Regions from separate parts of the Mus musculus genome. Here region 1 is linked to region 2. Evidence: chromatin contacts called from public Hi-C data. All regions are on one chromosome and are shown on one strand. Each heading gives the region's core, a stretch centred on a gene start, on an enhancer-like site or on the middle of the called end of the contact. The rest is flanking DNA. Distances are from core to core; before and after follow the strand shown.

The links. Hi-C and Micro-C count contacts between places; a contact is called where the count stands out from the background.
Region 1: a contact with region 2 is called in a Hi-C map of CD8 T cells, with 2.8 times the contacts expected there. The contact joins two enhancer-like sites. A contact is called at or near these places in 1 of 484 Hi-C or Micro-C datasets (CD8 T cells) and 1 of 9 other capture datasets (embryonic stem cells).

Annotation. Positions count from the first base shown.
Region 1 is chr15:81,095,929-81,102,004 of GRCm38.p6, reverse strand. All of the region lies in intron 2 of Mrtfa (myocardin related transcription factor A), which reads left to right. Among named protein-coding and RNA genes, the nearest start is that of Mrtfa, 92 kb to the left of the region's middle. Within about 2 kb of position 4,279, at least 57 of the 459 cell types and tissues checked have an H3K27ac peak or open chromatin away from gene starts, as enhancers often do. A contact at or near this core is called in CD8 T cells, where this site is marked.
Region 2 is chr15:80,741,352-80,747,293 of GRCm38.p6, reverse strand. The region is part of intron 1 of Tnrc6b (trinucleotide repeat containing 6b); the gene reads right to left. Among named protein-coding and RNA genes, the nearest start is that of Tnrc6b, 33 kb to the right of the region's middle. Within about 2 kb of position 4,228, at least 108 of the 459 cell types and tissues checked have an H3K27ac peak or open chromatin away from gene starts, as enhancers often do. A contact at or near this core is called in CD8 T cells, where this site is marked.

The DNA.
Region 1 (6,076 bases), core at 3,030-5,529, 350 kb before region 2:
AGAGCCTAGCCTGGGTAAGCACACTTACTGGACACGCTTGCTCTTCATGTCCTTTTGGATCCTTTTATGTTTTACACCACTTGAATATTGCCTATTGAAAAAAATTCATTAATTAAACAAGTTTCTCCTTTGTTTGTTAACTTCCTTACCCTTTGATATCTTTGTACTTAACTCCTAAATATTTCTTTGACTTCTTACTCCTTGATCATGGCAGTTTTCCCTGCACTGTTCATTTTAAAACAAAATGTGCAGAATAGGGGATGGCAGTCACTTCAATGAAAGCTGGGGAAAAGCCAAGGCACGGGGACAGTAGCACATTAAATCCTGCCCGTTTTGGTACATGCTACTCTCTTAGGACACACACACACACTCACACACCACTCATAAGTCTAGAGAGCAGATCAAAAACATCAGAACCTTCAGCCTATGTCACCTGCTTTTAGGTCTGTGAGCTCTCAACATTGTGGGCTTGGAAACACCCTGATTTCTTCTAAAGGAACTGCAGAGCTTGAAGGAAACCCTGGGTATTTTCTTGTCCTCGTTTTCTTTTGAAAAGAGGAAATTGGCCTTTGGGGTTAGTTTATTTGGGGTTAGGTCATGTAATTTGTGACAGTGGTGGGAGGAGAATTTGTGTCCTCGCTGTCTTCCCAATGTTCTTTCTGCTTCAAGATATTTACAGAGACGCTGAGATCTCCAGTGTGTGAGGCTAGATATGAACCCCCAGAGACGGTGGGGTTAAGAGAGAAGGTAAAGGCAGGGCTTGGTGCCACCGCCCTTTAATACCAGCACTGGAGAGACAGAGGCAGGTGGATCTTTGGGAGTTTGAGGCTAGCCTGAGATAGTGAGTTCCAGTACAGCTAGGACTAGATAGAGGGTTACTAGTTCAAAAGAGGAAAGGAGGGAAGGAGGACCAGAGGAGATAAAACCCCTGATGTCTGGGTGCTTACTTCCCACCCCTAGGAAGTCAGGTCATAATGCCGCAGACCTACCACTGTCTACCCTCCACCTTGCCCTGTCTTCTTTGGCCTGGGTGATGGTCTCACAAGACAGGTAGCAGACAGACAGCTGTCCTAGGCGCTCTGCTTACATTCACTGCCCTCTCTCTGACTCACTGATTTATCTGGGCTCTCTCGAGTTAAGATCCAGATCAAAGGAATCTAAATTCCTCCTTCACCTCTCTTGTCTCCCGATCCTTTGTTTCTCTGGATGAAGCAGGCTGTCAAGACTCTGAACCACAATTTTAGCCTCATTAAAACAATGCCAAATTCAACAAAGATGAGCCGTATACAGTCTTACTTTTTTGGAGCCTCACTTTTATGAATACTACAGACATTATTTTAAAAGTTTTTCTTTTTAATAACAAGGGAAAATACCAAAGGCCTTGTGCTACCACTGACACTCATAACCCAACTTTCTTTGCCTTGTACTTCTTAAGGTGCAGGGCAGTGTTGGGCTGAGCTCACAGTGTCTGGGGCCTGCTTAATGTCATGCAGTCACTGAGTACATGGTAGCAGCAGAGTGAGCATAGAAGGGTTACACAAGAAGAAATTAAACTGATGAAGAGAGATGCAGTAGTGAAAAATATATACTACCATAATATATAGTGTGTAATATTTAATCACTATGATCTTGCTTCACATCTATAGAGGATACTTAAAACTTGAAAGCATGAAGATACATAGTAAGAGATGGAACACATCTCTGTGTTCTAGTGGTTTAAATTGCTATAATCCTACTATTTGGGAGGCCAAGGGAGGAGGCTTCCCAAGTTCAGATCTAGCCGAGGCTACATAGTTCCAGGCCAGCCTAAGCTACAGTGTTGAGACCTTCTCACAAAAAAGACTAAAACATTGTTGGTAAGATGGCTTAGTGGGTAAGGGAACCAGCCATTAAGCGTGATGACTTGACTTTGATCTTTGGGACCCACATGTTAGAAGGAGAGAACTGGCTCCCACAAGTTGTCCTTTGTCCTTAACATTCATGAAATGGGACTAAATAAATACAAATGTAATTTTAAAACTCCAACAAGGGTGCTGGAGAGATGGCTCATTGTTTAAGAGCACTGACTGTTTTTCCAGAGGTCCTGAGATCAATTCCCAGCAAACACATGGTGGCTCATAACCATCTGTAATGGGATCTGATGCCCTCTTCTGGTGTGTCTGAAGACAGCTACAGTTTACTAACAAAACAAACAAACAAACAAACAGTGTACTAACAAAATAAATAAATCAGAAGAAGAAGAGGAGGAGGAGGAGGAGGAGAAAGGAGAAGAAGAAAAGAAAGGAGAAGAAGAAAGAAGAAAAAGACAAAGACAAGGGCTCTAAAAAAAAAAACTCCCAACAAAACAGCCCTCTTCATATAAACCCAAATTGTTTAGATTTTTAGTTACTTTGATGATCCATTTTAAGTCAGATGATACCCTCTCAGAACCTGCTGGTGGCTCTCATCTGCAGGCTGTGCTGAAGAAAGAGATCCTCCCAGAGCAGTGCCATCCCCAGCACCCGGCTGTTCTCCCTCGCTCATTTTGCACAAGCGTGCTGGCTCATTCAGTGCTGCCGCCGCCGCAGCTCTGTGCTAATCTCTCATACTAGGTCCTCCTGCGTGGAACACTTCGCACTTGCTCGTGGTGTTCTCCCTGTCGAGCTTAAGCATAGTTTCTCAGTAAGCCCTTCTCTGGCCAAGAACTGTAAAACCTCGTATCATTTTCTTCACACCATTGATCATTTGACAGACTCACGACTTATCTATCAGTTTCTTGATGTGGCTGTCTTACAGAATGTGACACCGAATGGGGGTCTGGTCCTCAAACCCCTGCTTTCTGTATGTGACTGCTGGATATAGTTAGTGTATGATGATCTTTAATAAATGATAATAAAAATTGCAGTGTCTTTTAGACAAGTATGTTCCTCAGAATGTGGCTTTTTGTACAATGAGAGGTTCCTTTTTTATTAATGTTTTTAGTCGGTGTACAAAGTAATTGGTTTATTATCATATTTTTTATTCCATATCAAAATACTGACTTTACTCATATTTGCCCCTCCCTCCATGCCACTGGGTTCCTTCCTTCTTCCAAATGGCTTCGCTTCTGCTGTCTTGTCATATATGTGCACACGTGTTACATCTAGATTGTGTGAGGAGAGGAGATATGATTATCTCCCTAATGGCCTTGCTATCCCCTCTGCCTTTGCAATCCTTCATCTCCCCATAGTTGGTGTCCTCTTATTTCAAACACATACATATGTCTAGATTTTGTGTAGGAGAGAAATTATGGTGGTTTGTTTTGTTTTTAGAATCTGGGGCTATTTCACTTAGCATGGTGGTATTCTATTCCATCTGTTTACCTGGTAATGACATAATTCTGGTGTGTGTGTGTGTGTGTGTGTGTGCGCGCTTGAGAGAGAGACAGACAGACAGAGAGAGGTGGGGGAGAAAGAGCGATACATATTTGTTTATATGTATGGAGGCAAAGGTTGGCAGTGGGTGTCTTCCTTTCTTGCTTTCCACCTTGTTTGTGTGTGTGTTTGTGTGTTTGTTTTTTAATTTTGGGGATAAGATTTCTTACTGCCCCGGAGCTCACTCATACCTCTGGTCAGAGAGCTTATGGGGATTCTCCTGTCTCTGCCTCCCCATCACTTGGATTATAGTCACAGCTCTTACGGGGCTGGGTTCTAAAGGTGTTCATGCTTGCATGGCAAACATTTTATCTTCTCAGCCACCTCAGTCCAATTAGGTTGTCCTTTATAGCCGAATAAAATGCCTTCCTCGTGTATGTAAATGCAATCACGAGCTTCTTACCTGACCATCTGCTGGTGGAGACCTAGGCTGGTGTCTTACCTTGGTTTTTGTGAATGTCAGAGCATGCCTTTAAGTCATTGTGTGACAGGCCCCAGCTGAGACTGAAGTGCAGTGAGGTGCCTTTCAGGATGTGGTTGAAGATGCTTTAATGTCCTGAGCGCTTTCAAAGGGTGCAAGATCAGAATGTTTATATTAATTCTGAAACGTGGTTTACCTTTTTTTTTAGTGTTATGGTCTCATGCGTGTAAAATACATTTTCTAAAGCTACATGATGGAGTTTTTCAGCAGATGAATGCAGAATTACAAGAGAAAAGCTAATTAGATGTGAAAAGTTAGAGTGCTTTCTGTTTTACATTCTTGCAAGATGAAATACTGATAGATGTAACCTGCAAAACAAATGCTCTTTGAAGTCCCCAGTAACTAGAAAAGGGGAAAGAAGAACACCAGAAAGCTGTAAGAAGTGCAAGTGCAGAGCACAGGCTGGGGCTGCAGTGTGCCGTGCTTGCCTTCCCAGTGAGCAGCCCTCCTCCGTGTTCAGGCCCCAGCTCTTGAGGTGGGGGTGGGGTGGCAGGGGTGGCTGGGTTTCTGACTCAAAGCTAGCTGCAATGGGCATTTCTTGGCTTCTGTTCCTGTTACCTCATTCATAAACTAGTAACGCAACGTTGCCTGTCCCAGGGACTGTTTAGTATATGTAAAGTGCTGCTTCTCACAGTTCCTAACACACAGAAAATGCCATGTGTGGGGGATTTTAAATTTTATTTAATGCGTGTAAGATTTAATTCTTGGGCTGGAGAGATGACTCAGTGGTCAAAGGCACTGGCTGAGCAAGTTTGGAAACCTGAGGTGGATGCATAGCACCCACATGATGGTAGGAGGAGAGGGCTGACTCCACAAGCTCTCCCCTGACCTCTGCATGCATGCAGTGGTGTATATGTGTGTATATATGCCTGCACATATCGTGCATATATACATATACAACTATAATAATTTGAAAAGGTTTCTTCCTGGGTTTTCTGATAACTCACTACAGCTCCCTTGGTATTTGGCAACTCATACATTTTTTAAATGTTATTTTCTTTAGTCTTAAAATACTTTTAAGAAATTGTTTTAAGGAAACTAAAAGATAGGAAAATACTTGTTTTTTAACAAGTATATTCAAAGTATAGAAAAATGTTTTCCATGTTTTTGTCTAAAATAATAAGAGGCTGGAGATGTAGTTCAGAGTGCTTGCTTATCATGGAAGAAACCCGGCCTCAGTCCCCAGCATTGGGGGAGAGGGCTCTGTGCCTCTCATTCAGTCACTGGAAGAGGCAGCTGGAAGGGTTACAAGTTCAGGGTTATCTTCTGCAGCAGCATAGTGAGAGAGAGGTCAGCCTGAGCTATGTGAGACTGTGACTTGGAAGGAGGGAGGGAAGGAAGGAGTGGGCTGGTGGACTTGCTGGCTGGGAGGCTGTCCATCAAAAACTAGCAGATATTTCAGAAAGTTGGACTTGATTAGAGATTTTCTTTTTTGGGCCTTTGTGTTTTCCTATATCTTTCTGATTTTCTATGGTGAACATTTCTGTTCATATAAATCCCATATAAACTTTCACACCTATGTGCACGTGTAGTTGGCTAAACGAGGAGGAAGTGGCTAGAAAGCATGATGTCTCAGGGTAGCCTGAGCTGTGGGTTCAGTGAAGTCAAGCACTGCGCTGAGCAAACATTCCGTGGCACAGGGCATGCCATCTCATACACCGTGTTCCCACTGACTTGTTTGTAGAAATCCCTTTTACATTTTGCCTTTGTTTCTATTTTCTAAGATTTATGGAAATTTATCTCTGCAGTGTTTGTGTTAACCGTGTTCTTGGCAGAGTTGTGGATCTTTCCTCTGCACACTGACCTACACTCACTTGACTAAACCGTTGAGAAGGTTTTTTAAGCTGAACACACACCAAGTTAGATTTAAATGTTTTGATGGGTGATCATAATGCAGCTTCTTTTAAACATAAAATGATGACATTAGTATAACATGCTTTAATTATTAAAAGTTAATTTCCAAAATAAGTGTTGTTCTTTGAAAATCTTCTCCTCCCCTTACCCCCCACCCCATCGTGGGTGCACAGTGAGGCAAGGTCTCTCAGGTAGCCTCAGATGACCTTGAATTTTGATCCCCCTGCTGCTTCTACCCTCTGAGTGCTGGGATTGTAGATGTGTGCCACCAAGCCCAGGTATGCACTTCTGGGGATCAAACACTAACTGCATCCCCTACCGAGGAGTTTGAAAATCTTAATCCTGTGTT
Region 2 (5,942 bases), core at 2,979-5,478:
GTGTTTGTGGGCCAGTGGCCTAACTCTGAAAACATCTTCCTCAAGGGTCAAGTTTAATGAAGTATGAGTAAATCCACATATAATACAAGGTGCCAAAGACCCATTCAATAAAGGCCAGGTCATAATAAAAAAAATGTGCAGTAAAGGCTAGGGATGACGCTCTCATCCCCAGCGCAGCACTTGACTAATGTGTGAGGCCCTGGGTCCCATCCTAGCAACACATGAAAAGAGAACAGTTTCTGAAGTGACATTAAAATCTAGACTCAATCTTTATGACTTTCCTTTTAAACAAACTGATTTTTGATTATTATTATTGTGTGCATGATGTGTTTGTGTGAAGGAGTACAAGTATGCATAGGATAGACTGAGAGGAAAAAGGAAAAGGTGGGAAATGATACATTTATAATTTCAAAAAATAAAATTTAAAAAGATACTATCTCTCTATGAAGCCACACTGGCCAAAAATTCACAATCCTCTTATTTCAGTCTCCTAGGTGCTAGGATTACAGGTATGCCACAAACAAATTTTTACTATTTCTTATTTTATCTGTTCCTGCTACCTCAAAAATACCAAACTGCCCTTTCAATGTCTCCATCTTGATGTCTCATAGTCACTTCAGACTGAACTTGGCCCAAACTCCACCTTTACCCTGCCTAGACTGTTCCTCTCCTTCACTGTCTTTACCAAGGCCCAGATTTCTGATCCAAAGTTCACCTCAAGTAATCTCACCTTCCCCAACCCCCTCACACAAGCTCATCCATGAGTGCTAGCATTTATGCTTTCAAAATCTGCATCTCAGATCCACCCACAATTCTTCATTTTCACTGTCATCATTGCATCCCCTTCAAAGGTGCTGTTCCACTCTCACTCCTCCCTAACTCACTGATAAATTTAGTTTATTACCAGCAGCTAGTAAATGCAGAGGTGACTTTATTTTCTGATGACAAGTCTCTCTCCTGCTCAGGATGCACCTACGTTGTGTTTGGAGATGGGCAAAACAAGCACCAGTCCAGGCTGTCAGAAAACTGTCTCTATCTGCAAGTTGCTCTATCTATGAGAGGGTTTGCCATTCCCGTGGCTATGCAGTATAAGGGATAGCTTTAAGTCCCCAGTATGTCACAACAGTTAAAGTGCTACTTTACTGAATGACCACATCTGCCATTACCTCTGTTTACTGCACTTAACTGTTGAAATCAATACACCAATGCTGTTGCAAACAGAATTAGGACTATCTCCATCACTCCCTCCTCCTTCTGCTATGCCACACTGTTGTTACAACCATCTCAAAAGCAAGTCTGACCTTTGTGTATGCTGTGGCTTAAACTGAGTCAGTAAGTACCCACTACCTTCAGTGTAGTTTTTTTAAAAAAGGATTTTCTAGATGCACTTCTCCTCCACTGTGACCTGGTCTCTGTTCACCACACCTGCTGTGATTTATGCTGAAGACCCTCACTGATTCCCTTCCACTGCTCTACCGCTGGCGTCCTCTCCATAAACTTTCCTGGACCCTCCTCTGAGATATATCATGCTCTATTGGTAATATACACGGGTCTGTCTTATGCATGCAACATGAGCTCCTTGACAGCAAAGATTAAGTCTTACATATATTTTAATTTGGTAAGATGTCCAACAAACATGCTGAAGCGAACCCCAACTGCATCCTGGGAATTTAATACACAATGCTGGCAGTTCCCCCATCAAATGGCACTGGGTATAAAGTTAAAGAAGCTGCCTGCACCTTCAAGACAGATCTGGTTCTTCTGGAAGACTCAGGGCTACATAGTTACATGCAACCCTTGGCATTTCAGAGAATAGTCAGATTCTTCAATTTGTTGTCAGTCTCTGATTATTGAGAGAACGACACTGTCTAATCTTAGTTCTTTACTCTGATGAGTTTCTGCCCAGGCTGATCTTTCTAGATCTATCATCAGTCCAAATTCTACACCAATGTCATAATGTAGCTCATTATTACATACACTCTTGACAGAAAACTTAAGGTGGAGATGATAACCAAAGAGGTGGGTCCTTTTTCTGTTTCATTGTCATCTTAGACACTTGCTGACATTTAATGAGGACAAAAAGACACTATGGCAGAGGATAGATAAGCAAGGGAAACTAGGTATTTTTTTCCAGATGCATATTTTCCTTAAAAGGGACAGAGTATCTCTGCACTACTAGGATCAAGTGACTGTGCCACCTTAGTCTCCCAAGTAGCTGAGATTACCTGGGTGCTCGATCAGGCCTGGCTTCCAGGTATTCTCAAACTGGGTTTCTCAAAAAAAAAAAAAAAAAAAAAAAGCTTCTTTCTTGCTCTGAACCAAGTACTGGCATATTGAAGATAAGCATAGACACTGATTATTCTAAAAGCTTACGTTATCTACAGCAGTATTTTTCTTCTAAGAGATGAATACCAGGAAAATGCCTTCAAATGACTATTTTTAAATGCTCAGAAGTAATCTAATCCTACCACCTGGTCATGCAGTGTTAGGGTGGTCAGCCACCAACCCCAGCAGTCCCCTCTACTCTCTTACGGAACAACCAGAGTAATCTTGGGACTTAGAATGAGATTCTGAAGACCTTAGACTCATCCATCCCCAGGTTTTGCCAAACTGAAATAGACTACAGTCAAGTATTTAACGAAACTCACACAATGTAATTACAGCTAAGTGTTTCCTAGAGAATATGGCAAGCTGAAAGGCATATATATTCAACAAATGACACTTACTTTTCTAGTATCACCTCTGATGTGACAGGGTTTTAATTTTCAAACTTAACTATTCAGTGTGATTCATTTTAATTCTCAGTTTAAAAATTCAAGCAGCACAGAAAAAAAGCCCTTGATCACTCAGTCTCTTCCCTCACGACCCTCCTTAGTTCTCCCTGCTGTCACCAGCATTTCTCTAGTATCATCTTGGAATGCAGACTGTTAAGGAATATACTATACTCCAACATTGTACAAGCAACAAACAAAAAACAGCCAAATAAAACCACCAAAACAACAGCAAAAGGCAACAGCACACATTTCTGTAACTACATATTTGCTTGGTTTATTTTCTGAGATAGGGTTTCGCATGACTCAGTCTGGCCTGCTCTCCATCAGGGACCTTCAGTTTCTGATCCTCTTGCTTCTAACCTCCCAGTTGCTGGGGACTGAACCCAGGACTTCATTTTTGTTTTTGTTTTCCGAAACAAGAGTTTTTCTGTGTAGCCCTGGCTGTCCTGGAAGTTTTTTTCTTTTAATTTGAGTGAGGGTGTCACTATATAATCTAGGCTGGCCTTGAATTTGTGGTCTTCCTGCCTCAACTTCCTAACGCAGCTTGCATTTGTAGTTCCAATGTCCCTATCTTTTGTTCACAAATGTAACTACCACCTCTGTGCTGACGATCCCCAAAGCCAGTGCTGAGCGTTCTTACCAGCCAGAATCAGATGCATTGCTGCCTACGCCAACAGCCTTTGCTACCTCCTGTGCCACCGGTGCCTAAGACTCAGTGCAACTACAACTCAAACATCCTGTCCCCAACAGGTGTTTCCCCTCTACCTCATCCGAAACAACATCACCCCCTCAGATCAGAAATCTGACATCATCAGCTCCTTCCTAGCACCAAAGCCTATCAATTCTAATCAGTGTGTTCTTCTTACATATGTCTGCTGCCACCGACTTTGACTTCATCCATTTTAACTAGTTTCACTAGTTTTTAGAATTTGGTTTTCTTAGCCTCAATACCCACTACCTTTAACATAAGAATGATATTTAGAAAGTACAAACTCTTGAGTAAGAAAATATAATCTCTACTCCATGCTATACCTGGCCTAGTACCTGCTGAGTTCTCCTGTTTTATCTTACAAAGCTACACTGTATTCAATTTCCCTAGAGCACCCACAGTGGTTTCATGTGCCTTTGTGCAAGCTATTTCCTCTTAGAAGTACCCACAGGCCAAACTTCTCAACTTGAAGACAGACGCAGGTTAGGCAATCTTTTCTGTGAAATCCCTGACACCATCTTACCTCACAGGCAATCTCAATGTGTCCTCCTTCTGAGCTAGTAAACTGTACATGCACTCCTCCCCAGGCTTCCTTCTGTGTGGACTACTGCTTATAAGCTCTCTGAGGTCTGGCATGTGTTACACTTTCAATAAGAATGTCCCCATAGGCTCATAGATCTGAATGCTTAGTCATCAGGGAGTGGCATTGCTTGAGAAAGATTAGAAGGTGTGGCCTTGTAGATGTGTCACCTGGAGACAGGCGGGCTTTGAAGTTTCAAAGGTCGCAGTCAGGTCCATGCCTCTAGATCAGGATGTAGGTAGACCTCTCAGTTACTTTTCCAGCACCACGTCTGCCTGTGTGCCACCATGCTCCTTGACATGATGACAATGGGACAAACTTCTGAATCTGTAAGCAAGCCCCACCTAAATGCTTTATTTTGTCAGCCTTGGTTGTGGTTGGTGTCTCTTCACAGCAATAGGACAGTAACTAAGAGAGTCTGCATCAGAGGGATCACTTAATACTTCATTAGTATTATTAAATACAGAGTCTGCCCAAGAGACATTCTCAATAAATCCTTATGTGATCGACACACATTTTTAAGGAAAAATAAACTCAACTCAATACAATATTCTGACTTAACTCATGTAAGGATTCTACTCACACATCTCTTTAAAAACAAACAAACAAAAAACAAAAAAAACAAAAAAAACCCCTATAGTATATCAGGGCAGCATGCTATCCCCATGGAACTTACAGTAGTAGAGGGCACCTTGGGACTGGTACAGAAGAAGCCTAGAACCTGCTATGTAAAACAAGCTGTTCTAGACCCACAAAGATCCACCTGCCTCTGCCTCCCACACCTGGCTATAAAACTCTGGCTTTAAAACCTCAGTTTTACTCTACTATCTGGGAAAATCCGGAAAGACTGCTTGGTGTAGGGGACAGTCTCAAGCAGGAATGATGAGAAAAACAGGTATCCCACCTTGGGCTACTAAGCCTGTTTGTTCAATTGTATGTGTTCTAGGCTACCTCCAGGACAGTTGGTCAATTCTTAAGCAAAGGGCTTGAGAAAACAGGACTGCCTTCTGACAACCTAAACACAAGCAACTGTGCTCACCCTCATCATTAATTCTGTTTATTTGAGTTCCTTGAGGCAAGGTTTGCTGCATGCACCAGGCTGACCTTCAAAGTCACATCATTCTCTTGTCATTTGCTTTCCAATGCTGAGATTACAGCAAGAGCCACATCATACAAGGCTCTGTGTGTGCACTTTGTTCAGGATATGTAAGCAATCTACCAGCTGGGCTACATCCTGTTCCCTTGGTTTTGTTTTTTGTTTTTTGAGAGGCAGGTCTCACATAGCCCATATTGGCCTCTAACTCATTGTGATCCTCCTGTCTCAGACTCTGGAGTACCTGGATTATGGGTATATGCCACCGTGCCCAATTGTTGGCAAGTTGTTAAATGTACACTGCCTCTGAGATAAACCAGTGAACTGGACATTGATATGGATGATAACGAGGCAAATAACCATGAAAAAAAATCTCACCAAATACACAGCCTGCCACTCACATCACACAGAAGTTCACAGAACGTACAGAAAGTGGAGGGGCAACCTATGACACCGTCAGAAAGAAAAACTGATTCCAACTGAAAATGATAGAATTTAAAACGTAGTTCTCAAACCTATTCATCGGAGGATCTCACTTCATTCCAAAAATTAGAGGACTCCAAAGTGATTTTATGTTATTAAAATTACCAAGACATATCATACCAAACATTTAAAAGTATGAATTATTATAAATTTATTAGTTTATTAAAAGATACCAACAACAAGGCCATGTGTGTGGTCTACACCTTTGATTCCAGCACTCACGAGTAAAGCAGGCAGATCTCTGAATTACAGGCCAGCCTGTTCTACACAGTGAGTTCTTGTCCAGCCAGGGCTACATAGTGA